Regions from separate parts of the Mus musculus genome. Here regions 2 and 3 are each linked to region 1. The links are chromatin contacts, called in public Hi-C maps. All regions are on one chromosome and are shown on one strand. The core of a region is the stretch at or near the end of the contact, and the rest is flanking DNA. Distances in the headings are between cores, read along the strand shown.

The links. Hi-C and Micro-C count contacts between places; a contact is called where the count stands out from the background.
Region 2: a Hi-C map of liver shows a contact between it and region 1, with 2.0 times the contacts expected there. The contact joins two enhancer-like sites. A contact is called at or near these places in 1 of 15 datasets of contacts at CTCF or cohesin (the NIH/3T3 cell line), 1 of 484 Hi-C or Micro-C datasets (liver) and 1 of 115 datasets of contacts at active chromatin or transcription factors (vascular smooth muscle cells).
Region 3: a contact with region 1 is called in a Hi-C map of liver, with 2.8 times the contacts expected there. The contact joins two enhancer-like sites. A contact is called at or near these places in 5 of 484 Hi-C or Micro-C datasets (the HL-1 cell line, liver and uterus).

Annotation. Positions count from the first base shown.
Region 1 is chr11:22,434,767-22,439,837 of GRCm38.p6, reverse strand. All of the region lies in intron 2 of Gm39609 (a long non-coding RNA gene), which reads left to right. Among named protein-coding and RNA genes, the nearest start is that of Gm39609, 6.0 kb to the left of the region's middle. Within about 2 kb of position 2,132, at least 152 of the 459 cell types and tissues checked have an H3K27ac peak or open chromatin away from gene starts, as enhancers often do. A contact at or near this core is called in liver and uterus, where this site is marked.
Region 2 is chr11:22,267,229-22,272,299 of GRCm38.p6, reverse strand. The region is part of intron 2 of Ehbp1 (EH domain binding protein 1); the gene reads left to right. Among named protein-coding and RNA genes, the nearest start is that of Ehbp1, 17 kb to the left of the region's middle. Within about 2 kb of position 3,004, at least 10 of the 459 cell types and tissues checked have an H3K27ac peak or open chromatin away from gene starts, as enhancers often do. A contact at or near this core is called in liver, where this site is marked.
Region 3 is chr11:22,584,428-22,589,498 of GRCm38.p6, reverse strand. It overlaps Gm51939 (a long non-coding RNA gene), which reads left to right and starts at 5,052. Exons shown (of 3, transcript XR_003949864.1): 1 at 5,052-5,071. Within about 2 kb of position 2,273, at least 92 of the 459 cell types and tissues checked have an H3K27ac peak or open chromatin away from gene starts, as enhancers often do. A contact at or near this core is called in liver and uterus, where this site is marked.

The DNA of each region.
Region 1 (5,071 bases), core at 883-3,382:
ACCATCTCTGGGCTGGTAGCCTTGGTTCTATAAGAGAGCAGGCTGAGCAAGCCAGGGGAAGCAAGCCAGTAAAGAACATCCCTCCATGGCCTCTGCATCATCTCCTGCTTTCTGACCTGCTTGAGTTCCAGTCCTGACTTCCTTTGGTGATGAACAGCAGTATGGAAGTGTAAGCCGAATAAACCCTATCCTCCCCAACTTGCTTCTTGGTCATGATGTTTGTGCAGGAATAGAAACCCTGACTAAGACAAGGGATTTTTGTCTCCTGGAGAAGGGGAAGTAGATTTAGATAAGAGAAATGTATACATTTTGTTCTGTAGATATTTATGCTATTTGATTTTGGTAGCAAAAATATGTAGTAATTTTACAATTAAGGATGTGAAGAATATAAAATAGTAACATAAAAATATTAAGACTGTCTCATAAGTAAGAGGCTTTGTAAGTTTTATTTTTTCTGTTAACAAAAATGCAGATAATGTGTCTGTTTTCCTTTTTCCCTTGGCCACCAGGAAATTCACAGCCAACTTTAACACATGAACGCTGGCGGTGTCAGGGCCCTGTAGGCCTACACTTCCCTGTCTTGGGGCGAGGAGGAGACCTAGGCTCTCGTGATTTGCACAGACAAGGCAGGCAGAAGTTTTTACTCTCGAAGCTCTATCAAAACAAACGAGCTCTGATTCAGGATCTCAGTTTACTTCTAGTCCAGAGCCACATGGGCAGACCTGAGTGACAAGTCTTATCTTCACTGCGAAGATGCAGGGGCGCTGTTAAGGCGAGGAGTGACTAGATCTGAATCATGTTTGGAGAAACCCCACACATATGGTGGAGGAGAGAAGAGGCTGGCCCAGAGGAAGGTAGTGGTGCTTATTAAATACCCACAGACTGACTGGATAACCTTGGCTTAAGTGACTACAGTAACCTCAGAGTGTTTGTTGAGTGGGGACTACAGCCTCTCAGTCAAGCACAGTTGGATGGCTTGGTCTGAACATGAGCCAGCTGGCCAGTGTGATCCCAAACAGAAAAAAAAAAAAATCAAAATCAAAACAAAACAATAAAACTACTCCACAGTCACAGCAAGCCATTGCATAAGGAGGACAGTGTGAGCAATGTCTTGTGGTAGAAAAGCAGTGAAGGCAGTCACTTACAGGCACAGCAGGTAATTTCTGTATCTAGACAGGGCCTCTTTGCTGAGAGTGTGGGAGGGACACTCACCTCATCTCTGTGAAGGAAGTGAAGCACCAAGAAAGGTTACTGGCTTAGGGTCAGACCTAGATCTGTGATTTCTGTCACTTATTAACTGGATAGCCTTGAGCAGCCCCAAGAGCCAGTGCCTTCATTCGTAAAGAAGGTTAAAGACCCATTTCCAGGCACAGGAGGGTAAAATAAGGGAAAGCTATGAATTCTAAGGGATTAGAGTAACTTTTTAATTTTTATGATTCCACTTTGTATGCCCCACACATCCCAGGCAGAAAGAAAAATATTTAAAAGATGACATTGTTATGTTCCCATGAGTAGCCTGGGATATCTGTTTTGGGGCTTTTTATACCTTTAAATAGCAGAATCCCTAGCTAGTCTGTGTTGTCCCTTTAAATCTAAGGATGGGGGGTCACAGATCTTCCAATTTAGCTGCTAAGCCTTTAAATAATGGGCTTGCCCACCTCCACCCTTGCACTGTTCCCTGGGCTTCTGGGATGTCTCTCAGGTAATTCCAGTACTCTTGGCGGCTGCCCCAGTTCACAGCTGCCACAGGGATCAGCTACTCAAAAAAACTGTTGCTGAATTAATATTGGCAGTGTGTGTGGGTTATATTTGCAGAGCATTGGCAGGCACCAGGGACCTACTGGTTAAAGTCCATTCTAACCTTTCCTCTGTCATGCTTGAAAAATATGGGAGGTTTTCTGCTGCTGTTGGTAGCTGAAGACCGCCCCATTCTCCGCTTCCCCTAGATTACGTGTGGTGGAATACTTCTCACGCAAGAAGGAGAAAAATGTCCTGGTTGAAGTGAAAATCCTTTCCTCAGAGGACCAGTTGCTGTCAACTGGCAGTTTTGGGTCGTTTCTTTGCTGTTCCCTCTGGTCTGTCCAGCAGGTGGTGGAGTTCCAGCAGCCTTGTCCCCAGTCAGACTGTCCTGTAATGCTCAGCACGTGATAGGCGACTGCTGTCTGACTCACTCCTGCTGCCTCTGGCTCTGGGGCTGTGTAAACACCACAAGGAACGGCAAGAACAGAGTACTCCAAGCTTTTCCTGTAGTTTCCCTCATCAAACAAAGAACAAATTCGTGTTGACTGAATATAGAACTGCCTGTGTCAGCTGGGATTTAAACTCTTAATCACTTTATTCTTAGCAAAGACCCAGAAAGAAACCCTAAATTGTTTCTTTGTTCATTATCCACCTATGAAAACACATTTGTTAACAGTACTGAATGTATCATGATAGACAGCTGAATCCAAATTATTCTTGAGAAACAGATTAATCCAGTGTGCTGCTGAGTGCCTGTGACCCCAGCCTTGGGGTTTGGGTAGAGATAGGTGGATTTCTGAAGCTCATTGGCCAGCCTGGCTGGGCAAATGGGAGAGCTACAGGTTCAATGAGAGATCCTAGCTCCAGAAGCAATGGAAGATTGATCAAGGAAAGGTAGCTGATATTGAAAGTCATGCATGTGAGCATGTGCAATAAAGAAAAATGAAAAAAAAAACCAACTTTAAAAAGTCAGCAGCTAAAGAGGAAACAACAACAACAGAGAAAAGAGAGAGAGAGAGAGAGAGAGAGAGGAGAGAGAGAGAGAAAAGAAAGTGGGAACATCCGTTATAGGCAAAACTTCAAGCCCCCAAATGTTCACACTCACACATTTCAAATTAGACATTTCAAAAACAGTGATTAAAAAAAAAAAAAGGTTTTAGAAAAATGTAAAAACGAAGCACTTCTAGGTTTGCTTCTCAGTTTCTTCAGAAAGTCTATATAACATTGCTTTTGTTTGGCCCCTGCTGTCTTCAGACTCATTTGGTTAGAGACTTAATTTGGTGGCTGAAACAGGGATCAATGCTAGAGGAAAATTTGGGTCAGAGTCTTTCTTAGAGTATTACCAATGGCAGATAGCTCCTCTCATGCCTTAGAGAGCCACCTCCAAAGGTATATGGTGTCCCTGTGATGGTTAAATACTAATTGGATGCAATGGAGAATCACCTGGGAAGGGGGTCTTAATGAGGGACTATCTATCCATCAGATTGGGGGATTGATGTGTGAAGGCCCAGCCTAAATGGTGTGTGGGTGACACTCTTTCCTGTCTCTAGGCTTTGGGTTGTACAAACAAGGAGAAGATAAGCAGAGAGTATATATATGCATCCATTTCTCTCTGCTCTTGGTTGTGGATATGACATAATCAACTATTTTAAGTTCTCACTGCCGTGACTTCCCTGTAGCAATCACCATATAACATGGAACTGTGAACTAAGATGAACCCTTCCTCACTCAGTGGCCTTTTCAGGGTATTTTATCACAGCGACTAGTGTTGTGATCTTGAATGTCTCGGGGCTTCAGAAGGACCACACCAGGCCACACAGTTCCATGTGAGGTTTATTGGTAGAGAGAGGAGCAAGGTGGTGGCAGAGAAGGGGGAAAGAGAGAAAGAGAGATTGGGGGGGGGGCTTTCTTTATGTATAGGTGATAATGTAACACAGGTAAAGGTGGGAAGTGAGCCAAGTGGATTCTGGGAATATGGTGGCTGTTGCCTTGGCAACAGGTCTGCATGTCTCGCTTATGTGATGTCACAGGTTTTGGAGGTCCTGATACAAACAACTAGAAAGGAAACTAGTAGTTCAGGTATGGAATAAGACATTTATGAGAACCTCTTATATGAGCAAATCAGGAACACATCATCTTATGGGGTTCCTTAAGAGAATTCTGCATGTCACAGGGTCACATACACATGATTTCTCTGTTAAGACCCTAGTTACTTGGAGTCATAAAGGACAGGAAGGATTTCTCTCTTTGTTCAGAGTTCAAGAACTCTCATACAGTTAAATTCTGTACTATATGTAGTGGTATGTTGCCATAGCTTTCAGATTTTCCTGCCTCTGATAAGCCAATCATCAAACACTTCTTCCTTACAAAATAGCAGTGGAAAGCTAGGGCAGAGGCAGCGATGTGGGAACATCCATCCATCCCATCCTTCCCTTCCATTCTCCAGATAGCTACTAGTGGCTTTTGCTCAGAGGCCTCTTTTCACCTGATTGATTGCTAAAGTTGGGGCTGACTTTGGCACCATCTAGCCAGACACAGTGCTGGAGGATCCAAGAGTTCTACATCTTGATCCAAAGGCAGCAGTAGGAGATTCTCTTCCACATACTGGGTGGGGTCTGAGCACAGGACCTCAAAGCTCACCCCCACAGTGATATACTTCCTTCAACAAGGCTACACCTACTCCAACAAGGCCACACCTCCTAATAGTGGCACTTCCCATAGTCTAGACATATTCAAACCACCACAGTACAAGAGCTTTTCTCACCTCTAGCCATCCTAACAGGCATGCCTAGCTACCTGTCCCCACTTTCTAGTCAAGGAGCTGTGAAAAGATGTATTCACTGTGTCCACACTGGGAAGAAGAGATAAAGGGGTCCAGTGAGCCTAGTCCATCTTTGGGATGCTGACATCCACTCGATTTAAGTAAAGGGAGAGAGGTGAACATAATCAAGCAGTCCTAGTCGAGATACCACCCCATCCTGCCCACCACTGAAGGTGGTCCATGAATTGTTAAGTCTCTTCACCAGTCATCCTCAAGGGAGCATGGTGCTTGCTACAAGATGACTCCTGTGCCCAGATAGCAGTCTCACCCTGTAGGTAAATATCCTCACGGTAGGAGAGGTGAGTTTGTCCTGTGGAATTTTGCTCTTTCTAGAATCCAAGGTGAATATAGGTTAAGGCCAGTGACAACTCTGTGTTGTTAGCCTTGTGGACCAAGTAAGGAGTTAATGCTTTTTTTTTTCTTCTTCAAAAAAGCTTCTAAATGTCTAATTTAAAGCTACCCAATCCTTGAAATTATTGTCATTATTAACTGGTCCTATTTCATTTAGAG
Region 2 (5,071 bases), core at 1,755-4,254, 170 kb after region 1:
TCAGATGTGATCTAATTCTGTAGGACATTTCAACAAAAGAGCCACTCAAGTAGTTCACTGTATGATTTAAAAATAGTCCAGTGTTCTAAGGGAAAACTGGCCCAAACATTTTGAACTAAATGCTCAACAAGGACGATGATATTCTGAGTTAGGATCATTGCATAATGTCTTAAAAGAAGTTGAACTGAGGTTGAAGTGCGGGCAGTGAGCCCTGTGGACCGCTGCTCTCCTCCTCACCCTCAGTGTGATACTGAGGAAACTGGGCTAATAGGCACCTGAAGGTTGCCTTGTCTCAGTTTGACTTACTGAAGACCTCAGCTTGATTTTTATTAAATCTAGTATTGCTATTTTAAAACACTTTTAAATTTAAAAATGTATAAAATTGGCCTTGATTCAAAGATACTATAAAGGTTCATCCCCTGCATATGTCCAGGTTTTTCAGCTTGAGAATTTAAAATAGCTGTGCTGACAAACTTAGAGCCATAGAGAGCAGAGCTGAGGTCTCAGCGCAGGACAGAAGGTACTGTTAGCCCCTGGAGAGAAACCCACTGGACACGAGATTTAGCAGAGTTTATGGGCAAAAGAGAAACACATTGGCTTAGGTACTGGTTCTTTCTTTAAAACTTAACCTAAAGAGGGTTTTTTATTATGACCCCATCCCCCCCATCCCCAACTCCTAGGAAAAACAAAATAACATGTATCTGGGTGTGATGGCAAAAGCATGGTGACTTTTGAAGAGATGCCAGGCCTGGGCTGCATAGTGAGACCCCAAGTGAAAGTGAAAAAAGAAAGCTATAGAATTACTGTTGAATTGTTAATATTTCTGTCAGCTTTTAATGGAATTTTTTAAAGATAATATGGTTGACACCGAGTTTTCTCTCATCTGGTTTAAACCAAGAGCATAACTTGGAAAATGTAGAATAATCACCATTTAGTAGAAATCTAGTTCTGTGCTGTCTGTACAGGAGTAAATCATCTTTAAATTAAGCAAACGTTCAACTTTAGTTCTTGGTTTAATTAGTCCACATTTGATCACTCACTAGCCACACACAGTAAGGGGCTGCGTACGGTCAGGTCAGTGTGACGGAAGTCTTTTATGTCGTCAATGGCTGTCCTGATAGTCCGAGTCCCTGTCTGCCTTGCAGGGTGAGTGCTGTAATTCTGTGTTTCTCAGGATTCCAAATTGCCAATAAGCATCAAATTGAGCCTTACATCTCCTGCATTTTATTCTTTCTCCAGCTCTTTGCTGCAGGAAAGCTTTGCCAGACCCTGGGTGACACCTCCTGTTGCTACTCCAGAAATATTTGCAAATTAAGGGTTAGAATTGTCCCTGCTATGGTTCGGCAAATTGGTGATTTTTTTTTTTTTTATTTAAAAAAATGTGAAATTCAGTATATTTTAGCTTTGCTATCTGTACACCTGTCAGAATTAATATAAGCATTTGATCAGGTTCATGGATTGATTTAAAGACTGATTTTAGTTGCTCTCTTCCATATAGGCAGAGGCTGTTGAGAAATTGCTGAGGGTGAGATTTTTGCTCACTTAGGTTGAGAATTTGCGAGCGCTACATTGTTGCTATACTACATTGTTGCTATACTACATTGTTGCTATACTACATTGTTGCTATACTACATTGTTGCTATACTACATTGTTGCTATACTACATTGTTGCTATACTACATTGTTGCTATACTACATTGTTGCTATACTTCAGGTGCAGCTGGACTGCCCCTGGCTCTGCCCTTTGCCTTTTGCCTTTTTCTTTCTCCTTGGAAGTATTCTTTATGTGCAGTTGGGTTTCGCTGTGGTGTCAGCCTCCAGGAATATTGCACTGAACTCAAAGGGTGTACCAAAGAAATACTTAAAAATGTGCCACACAGAAGCTTGAGCAAGTTCAGCTTTTGTGTGTGTGAGTGTGCGCAGTGCATTCGTGAGTAGGGATCAGAGACCTCGTGGACTCAGTTCTTCCTTTGGGATCCCACAACAAACACAAGTTGTTGACTTGGTGGCAGGCATCTTTAACTGGTTCAGCTTTAATGTTAGTTTGCTGCACTCCTTTCAACAATTCTACATTTTTGCAAAGTTGGGACTTTGAAAAAAAGCAGGTGTCGTGAAAATCTGAGGGGAACAGGATACAAGGGAGACAGTGGCCAGTCTGATGACTGGGTTTGAGAAGTTTTCCATTGCCAACATGAGTGAGCTTTTGGGACCAACATCCTCTTAGGTGGTTTGGGCCTGACTATGTAGTAAGCAAGTGGCTCAGTGCTTGCTTTGGCTTGGGGGTTGGGGAATCTATGAAGAAAGAAATTGTCCCTGAAAACCAGAAGGTTTGAGAGCCGGCAGTAGGTGCCAATGTGTCTGTCCTTTATGCTTCCCGTAGCCCTCCGGTCTGTTGTCTGTAGTTAGCATTCTGGCACTGGCTTATGTCCCCAGTTACAGGATTTCTTTGCTGTAAGGTTAATCATTTGCCTTTCCATATAGTAGTCACTAAAAACTGGTCACTAAATCCCACGTGTACTAAGGAGAGGAATTTTGTTCTGTTTATTTGAAGTATAAAAAAAGTGTGAACATGTCAAATCCACCACAGAACTAATAAAATTCTGGAGGCATGTACCTATCCCATTCTCTAGTTCAAATATCCCATGCCTCTAGTTAAACATTCATGAATAAACTCAGCCAGCAACAGTTATTAGGAAATTAGCATTTACCTAGTGGTATTGATTAATTTATTATTGTCCTAATTTTGAGTCCTTAATTATTCCAGTAATTCTGTTTAGAAAAAAAGTTTTGTTGTTGTTGTTGTTGTTGTTGTTGTTGTTGTTGTTTGTAAGACCAGTCTAGGGTTATGTGTGTCGTTGTTTAATCTCTTAGAGTTCTTCAGACCTTGCCTGGGTTTGTATGTGTGATGTATGTGTGTTAGAAGTCACATGACTGAGCAGGTACTGCTGATGCTCATGTCTGTAACTTGGTTAAATGTTGTCTGCCAAACTTCTGCACGTGAGGCTACTGTTTGCACTTCTGTGGGAACAATGCGCATGTCTTACTTTTCCAGCTAGTCTCAGAATCTGGGCTTCTCTTTAATCTGAAGCACAGGTAGGTTTGTTCATAACTTAGTGAACTTTTAATGTGTTTTCCAAAGTAAGAACTATTCTTTTTAAAGGTTTATTCCCCTAGTTCCTGTTAACTGTAAGATTTTGTTTGTTTGTTTTGTTTTTGTTTGTTTGTAGATGTTCTTTACTAAGATGAGCACGTTTTCCTTTATTCCCGGTTGGCTGAGAGTTCTTATCATGAAGGGGTATTGGATTTTGTCAAACACTTTTTCTGTGTGTAATGACTCTCACTTGTTTTCCTGATTGTTTTGTCTTATCTTTAAAGATTAATTTGGTGCTGTGTGTGCAGTTTGGATTATTGTCACGGTACAAAGAGTAGGCCTATAGTTTGACGTCCATCCCTGTTTCTCAGTCTTTAGTCCTCATAATTTATTCATCTGTTTATTGTTTCTTTTGAGACAGGTTTCTCTCTGTAGCTCTGCTCAAGAGATTCACCTGCCTCTGTCCCCAGAGTGCTGGAACAAAGGTGTGCGCTGTCACTGCCCAGCTGAAATGAATTATTTTTATAGATGGGAGTTGACCTGTAGAGCCAGCTTCAGTTTCTAGGCAACCTTACCCAGTCAGAGTACTCAGCATGCTTCGATGCCAGATGGCCCATAATGCTTCTCTTTCACTGAGGGTCTTTAACTCAAATGTGTAATTTATACTTAATTTGTCATATTTTTAAAACTTTTGAGAAAAATTATATCCCTATGTTGGATAGTACCCTGACATTCTTATTTTGCACAGAAACTTAAATGTATTTTAGACTGTGGGATTGAGAGCTTTGATATGATCTTAAAAATAATGTGTCTTTTTGGCAAGACATGGATTATTTAAACATGAAAAAATACTTTCTGAAACACCAACTTTTTAGGAATTTCAAATATATTTGGATTGGTAATTATTTGACTGTGATACTCATGTGCCAGGATGGGTCCTAAAGGTTATATGTATCTTACATTCTGAGTAAAATAATTTTGGTTTTTAAATTTCTGTGCCTTCTGTGATAGTATAATTAAGTTTCCTTTTTTATTCTTTTAATAAAACAATTCCAAGAAGACTGGAAAGGAGAAAAGGTAGACTATGAGCGTGTAACTAGTTGCTGGGGAAGGCTTACCTTGGTCTGTCTCTCTTTAAAGGTTAATTTGGTGCTGCCCGTGAAGTTTGATTTTGGAGCCCCACATTTGATCCTTTTTTTTTTTTTTCCCTGCTTGCTCCGGTCAACCCCGCTTGCTCCGGCCCAAAGATTTATTTATTAATAATAATAATGGTAATTATTATTATTATTAAGTACACTGTTGCTGTCCTCAGACACACCAGAAGAGGGCATCAGATCTCATTACAGATGATTGTGAGCCACCATGTAGTTGCTGGGATTTGAACTCAGGTTAAGAGCAGTCAGTGCTCTTAACGGCTGAGCTATCTCTCCAGCCCACCTTTGATCCTTTCATGTGTATTTTATTTCTCCTTACCTTTGACTAAACTTTTCAGAGAGTGATTTTACTGACTGGTCATGTGCTTCCTGTGGAGAGCAGACAAGTAAAGTTCCTTTATGCACTGCTTGAAGTAAAATAACTTAAATTACTTAGTTTAGCATTTCCTAAAAGAAAGGAACAGGACTTCAACAATTAATTTCTAGGAATAAAGGAGAAGAATTTTGCTATATTTTCTCATTTCCTATGGTGTTTCCTAATGTATCTAACAGAATAGATATAATAGTTATTAGACATGAATATGTTGCTTTCTACTGAGTTCAACTTTTGAAGGGTAATTTTCAGCCAAGCAGAGAAGAGTAGAAGATAGTTTGATGAAATAAAGTACTTGGTGGGTAATTTTGACATTCTTTTAGCATGAAAGGAGCCTATGTTTAATGTATTATGCACATTGGAAGAAAATAATCCAGTTATAAGCATTGTCAGCACTGTGTGTGCAGTAGGGGTCAAAGAGCCCCTAAGACTCCACCCAGCTCACTAACTGTG
Region 3 (5,071 bases), core at 1,024-3,523, 150 kb before region 1:
TAGTTGGTGCTCACTGCTTGTGGGTTGGAGTGGTTAGAGGAGGCTTCTGAGACTGGAAGCCCCCTGCAAATAGGGAATGCAGAGTTCATCTCTCTATCGCCATCCCTAGCCCATTCCTAGACACCAGGGGTCAATGAAAAGAAAAAAAGAAATATATAAAGAGGAAAGGAAAGGAGAGGTATGGTAGAGGAAAAGCTTATTGTAGATAAAAGAGAGAGTGAGGCAGACACATCTGGGAGAGTCCAGAGTGGACTGAGCTGGCACATGCAGGGAGATGGGACACCAGGTGAAGCATCTAAGAGGCTAAAGGTACAAATGACGCTGGTGACCCAAATAGCTGGATTATAGTGAAAAACTTCTGTGGGGAAAGACAGCTCAGCCTCTGGGCTGGAGAGCTCAGGGCAGAGGATGGGGTATGCCAGCCAAACCCTGTAACAGGTAGGGACTGAGAGAACAGGGACAGGGAAAGTCTGGAGGCCAGGTCTGCTTTGCTATGTAAATAGACTCCTCAGCCATCTGTCCTGGTTTGAAACCTAACAAGGAGTCATTCAATAAATTCATTTGAAAGGCATAGATGATGGGCATGGAGCTGGGGCTGAGTCTGGAAGGACAGGACTTGTCCGGTGTCTAGGAGAAGGGAGGATCTTGTGCCCAGCACATGGGGCTGGGCTTCCTGCTGTTTGCTGACAACTTGCTTGCAGAAAAGCATTTAATGGCTGGGCTCCTTTTCCAAGTGCTGATTGTGGTCAGCCCATAGCCTTTCAGTCCATCTGGCAGAGGGATACATAGCCTCATCAGCATGCCTTAATCCTATCAGGACACAGAGTCCAGGATCCTGGCATTCCACAGACATGGGAGAGAGGAGGGGCGAGTGGGTGCTGGAGGGGGTTGGGGTGGGGTGGGGGTGGAGCAGTCTGAAGCCCCAGGCCCCTAAGCAGAGCTTGGTGAAGTTTTAGCCCCAGCATCGGGTAACTGAGGATATGGAGGGAGTACAGATTTTTTTTTCTTTCAGGAAATCTGGAGGAATTTGGAGTTCTTTATGGAATGTGGGGATAGTTTGGCTCATTGATTATTTATGCAGGCTTTTCAAACATTTGCATAGAACAAGCTAACCTTTGCAGGGCTGTCAGGTGTGGTGTACCTTGTAATCCCAGCATTTGGAAGACAGAGGCAGGAAGCTTGCCATCAGCTTGAAGCCAGCCTCTCCACACAGCAGGTTCCAGTCCAGTCAGGGCCATGTCAAGATCCTGTCTCAAAGAGAGCTCTGTACATTTTCTAGCAAAAGTGCCAGACTGTCAGTGGGATCCAAATGATTCCACAAATAGTCCTCTTTAGTAAAAAGACGTGGCCATGGGAAGCCTCGGCAGAGCCTCAGGGCCTGCAGCCCACACGACAGCTCCTTCACAGTCCTTGTCCATTTTATTCCTGCAGACATTGGGCTCAGAACGATTTTAGTTCACTACTAAAGAATAAACCCAGTGTGTGAAGGATGTGTACTCATTGGGTCTGGCTGGAACCTTTCCTGTCTGGCTCCCAAATAAAGCTATTTGGATTTACTCCAAGCCTCACAGAGCTGACTGAGCTTAGGGCTGGAAGATCTGCTAGCTGACAACCTCCTTTTCCAGTTGACCAAAATTCCAGGACCATCAGGGACTCTTCAGGGTTATTTCTGGGCACTGGGTGTTAGTACCAGGACACTCCAAGCCTCGGCCTAACAATGTGACCCTTGACCTGCGTTGCCAGGACAACGACCCTCAATCCCACAACCCATTTGGCTCAGTTCCCACCCTCACTGGCATGACATCATTTTCTATATAAATTAGGAAGTCACCTCTTCCTTTCTCTCTTTTTCCTTTTCTCTGCCCTTCTACCTGCTTCGCTGCCCCCAAACCTCTCCCATGTGGAACCACCTTGGTCTGGTCTGCTGTCTGGTCTATCCACTCAAAATATTTCTAGATTAATATTATATGATATTAATTAACATACCACTGGGCAATGGGGTGGTTGATTTTGGATTTTTCCAGTTTCTAGTGTGTCACCCAATGGATGCCAAGAATTACATTAGACATCTTTGGCAAATTGAGAAAATGCTCACAACAGAATTACTGGTGTCAAGACCCTGACAAGAAGCACACAGAGGCATCTAGACTAACATATTAAAACCCACTAAACATGCTAAACAGACTGTAGAGGGTAGCAATCTGCAGTACTGAGTGTTTCAAGATAAGGTCTCTCTGTCCTGGAAATCACTCTGTAGACCTGATTGGCCGAGAACTCAGGATCTGCCTGCCTCTGCCTTCCAAGTTCTTTAAAGGCTTGTGCCACCACTGCCCAGCTTTACTGAATTTAACTTGGTTAAATTTTATTTAAGCTGCAGCTGACCAGTCGCCTTGTTTGGATTGGAGACTGAGGTCCAGCAAAAAGGAGGAGTGGCTTTTAAAGGCAAAAACCACTTTTTTTTTTTTTTTTTTTTGGATGTGCACTTCTGCAGGTGGGAGGTCGTATCTGGGGTCTTTTGCATACCTGGAATTCCTAGTCTTACAGCTTCAGGTTGCTTACAGGGCTGGCCTCAGAACTTTAAGATCTCAGCTATTACAGTGAGGATCATGCACGCTATGTGGAATGCAGGTATGTGTTCTTAGCACTGAGCCTTAGCCCAGAATTGCAAAGAAAGTCAACCTTTTCAGACCTGCCTTCTCCATCAAAAGGTCGTTAGGCAAAACGGGCATCATCATGCTATGCCAGGCCCTAACTACTTAAACAGGATCCCCTTGGTGGGCTGAGATGCTACCACCAAGTTCCCTTTCTGGATGAAAAACCAAACACTGGCTTGCCTCACAGCCAGACCCAGGTAGCAGACTCCAGGTTCTGCCTGAACACGGACCTACCAAGTTGCAAATATAGTAGAGCTGGCAGCACGGGCAATAGACAACCTTCAATCCTGAGAGTTCCAGAAGGATGTCTCCCTACACAGCACTAGGGACAGCATGTCAGAGAACCAGTCCAACTCCACCCCGTCCCCACCGGGCCAGCTGCTGGGAGTGTCACGGCCTTCTGAGGGTCTTTTGCTGACTAGACATCTGCCTCATACCTATCCTAGCACACATTGGGCACACCCATACCTTGTGATGGTGCATGGTGATGAGCAGGTGGACAGACAATGGCCACACATTTTCAGACAGTTTCAGGAAGCAAGGGCTGGAGCCCAGTAGACAGAGAACATAGCAGAAAAGGAACGGACTTAGTTATCTGTTAACATCCAAAAGGGATCAGAAAGGCATGCTTGGTTGTGTGGGAAAGCTTTTGCTTGCTTTGGAAACGTGTACTAAGGGAGAGGTCTAGACCTAGGCTGATCACTTCAGAAAGTGTAGAAGTGGGGGTGGAGGTGGGCACCTCACGGCAGGTGTACAGAAGGATTGGGAACTTCAGTGGCCTGGGGTTGTCATACTGAAGACAGAGAGGTTGTTGGAAAGGAGTGGCCTTCATTGGTGGTTTTTTGGATGAGCCACCTGTCAGGTCTCAAGAACTCTCAGAAAGATCCTTACTTTACTTCTTCCGTGTGAAATCAAGAAAAGGGGGTGGGGGGAAGAAAAGAAAAGAAAAATCCTGATTTTCTTTTAATAGTAATCAAAACTTCCAAAATAGTTGGTTTTTTTAAGTCCATTTCTTTAATAATACAATTAGGTGTATAGGGATATTTAAATGTGACCTACATCTGGCAAGTACAGCTCTAAAATGTTTGCAGTCACAGTGTCTTATGTCCATGGCCTGTGACCACTCTCCCAGGGCTCACCCACAGTCTGCTCTTCTCTCTGAGTCTTTCTACAGGCCAGGAAGCTTGGTGGCATTCCTGCAAAGATGGTAGCAGGTGGGACCTTAGCGGAATTCAACAGGAGACAATAAATCTGGAGCTAGGTGGTGAGACAGTAGGGTAAGGTCCCTGTGCCTGCCTCTGAGAAGCTCTGTGATCCTGGGAAACCAGGCTGAGGGCAGATTGGAGTGCTCTGGGGCTGGAAGCTTGATAGAGTTGCCCAGCACAGGTCTTTATGTCCCATATCTCAGAACACTCCCCTATGCCTACAGGCTAACAAGGAGACCCTGGCCATTCAGCCTAGCAGGAGGCTCTGATAGGTGATTTCCTCCTTCTACTCATCCTTGGCCCTTATTTACCACCCCACTGGTCTTGGAAACAGTCTTTGTACTATAAAACGATGATAATGAAATGAATAACAACAACCTATCTTTACATCATCTTTCTACCCTGCTGCTCATCATAATCATTTGGAAAAAAAAAAGATCAAGTGCCTTGGCCCCACCTATGTAAAGGACTATGTAAAGTCCCTGTGCAGTGAATCGAGAGCCACTACCTAGGCATGAGGATGACAGGGGGAAACAATGGGAAGGGGCTGCTGAGCTGAGTGTAGTCCCTCGATGGTTTCTGCTGATAGCCAGATCAGGGCTGTTTGCTTGCGGCTGGCTGGCAGAGGACAGGAACCCACAGGTCCTAAGCAGATACTCTGGTGAAATAGGTTTCAGTCCCTTGGGACTTCATGGCCTGCCTCCAAGGGCACTGTGTGGGGGCAGCACAGCAGGGGAAGTGTGGACAGCCAAGGGCAGAGATCCTCAGTGGTGGGCCCGAGGGAGGCAAGGGCTCCCTGCCCGCCCATTTCCAGCCTCTTGACCCAGCTTCAACAGCGCTCCTGCTGTTCCCGCGCCTCTCCTCGCCAGTCCTAGGTCTCCCAGTTTGTCACTCCCATAAGAGAAATTAACAGTTTGCCAGTCTGCATATAAACAGGAAAGCAGGCTGTTAACAGGAGCTTCCTACCCTGCTGCCAAGCCCAAGCCCAGTGTCCTCCCCTCCCCAGCCTGTCAATTGTGACGAGGAGAAAAGGAAGAGATGTGACAGCGACGTTCTCTGGACGCTGGCTGGGCTCCCTGAATGCGTTTGTGTGTGGGAAGGGGGTGGGGGTGGGGTGGGAGCTGACAGCTGGGTCTGCAGCTGGCTGGTTTCGCCTATTTTTGTTGTTGTTGTTGTTGGGGGTGGGGGGTGGGGGCGGCTGGCTGCTGATTA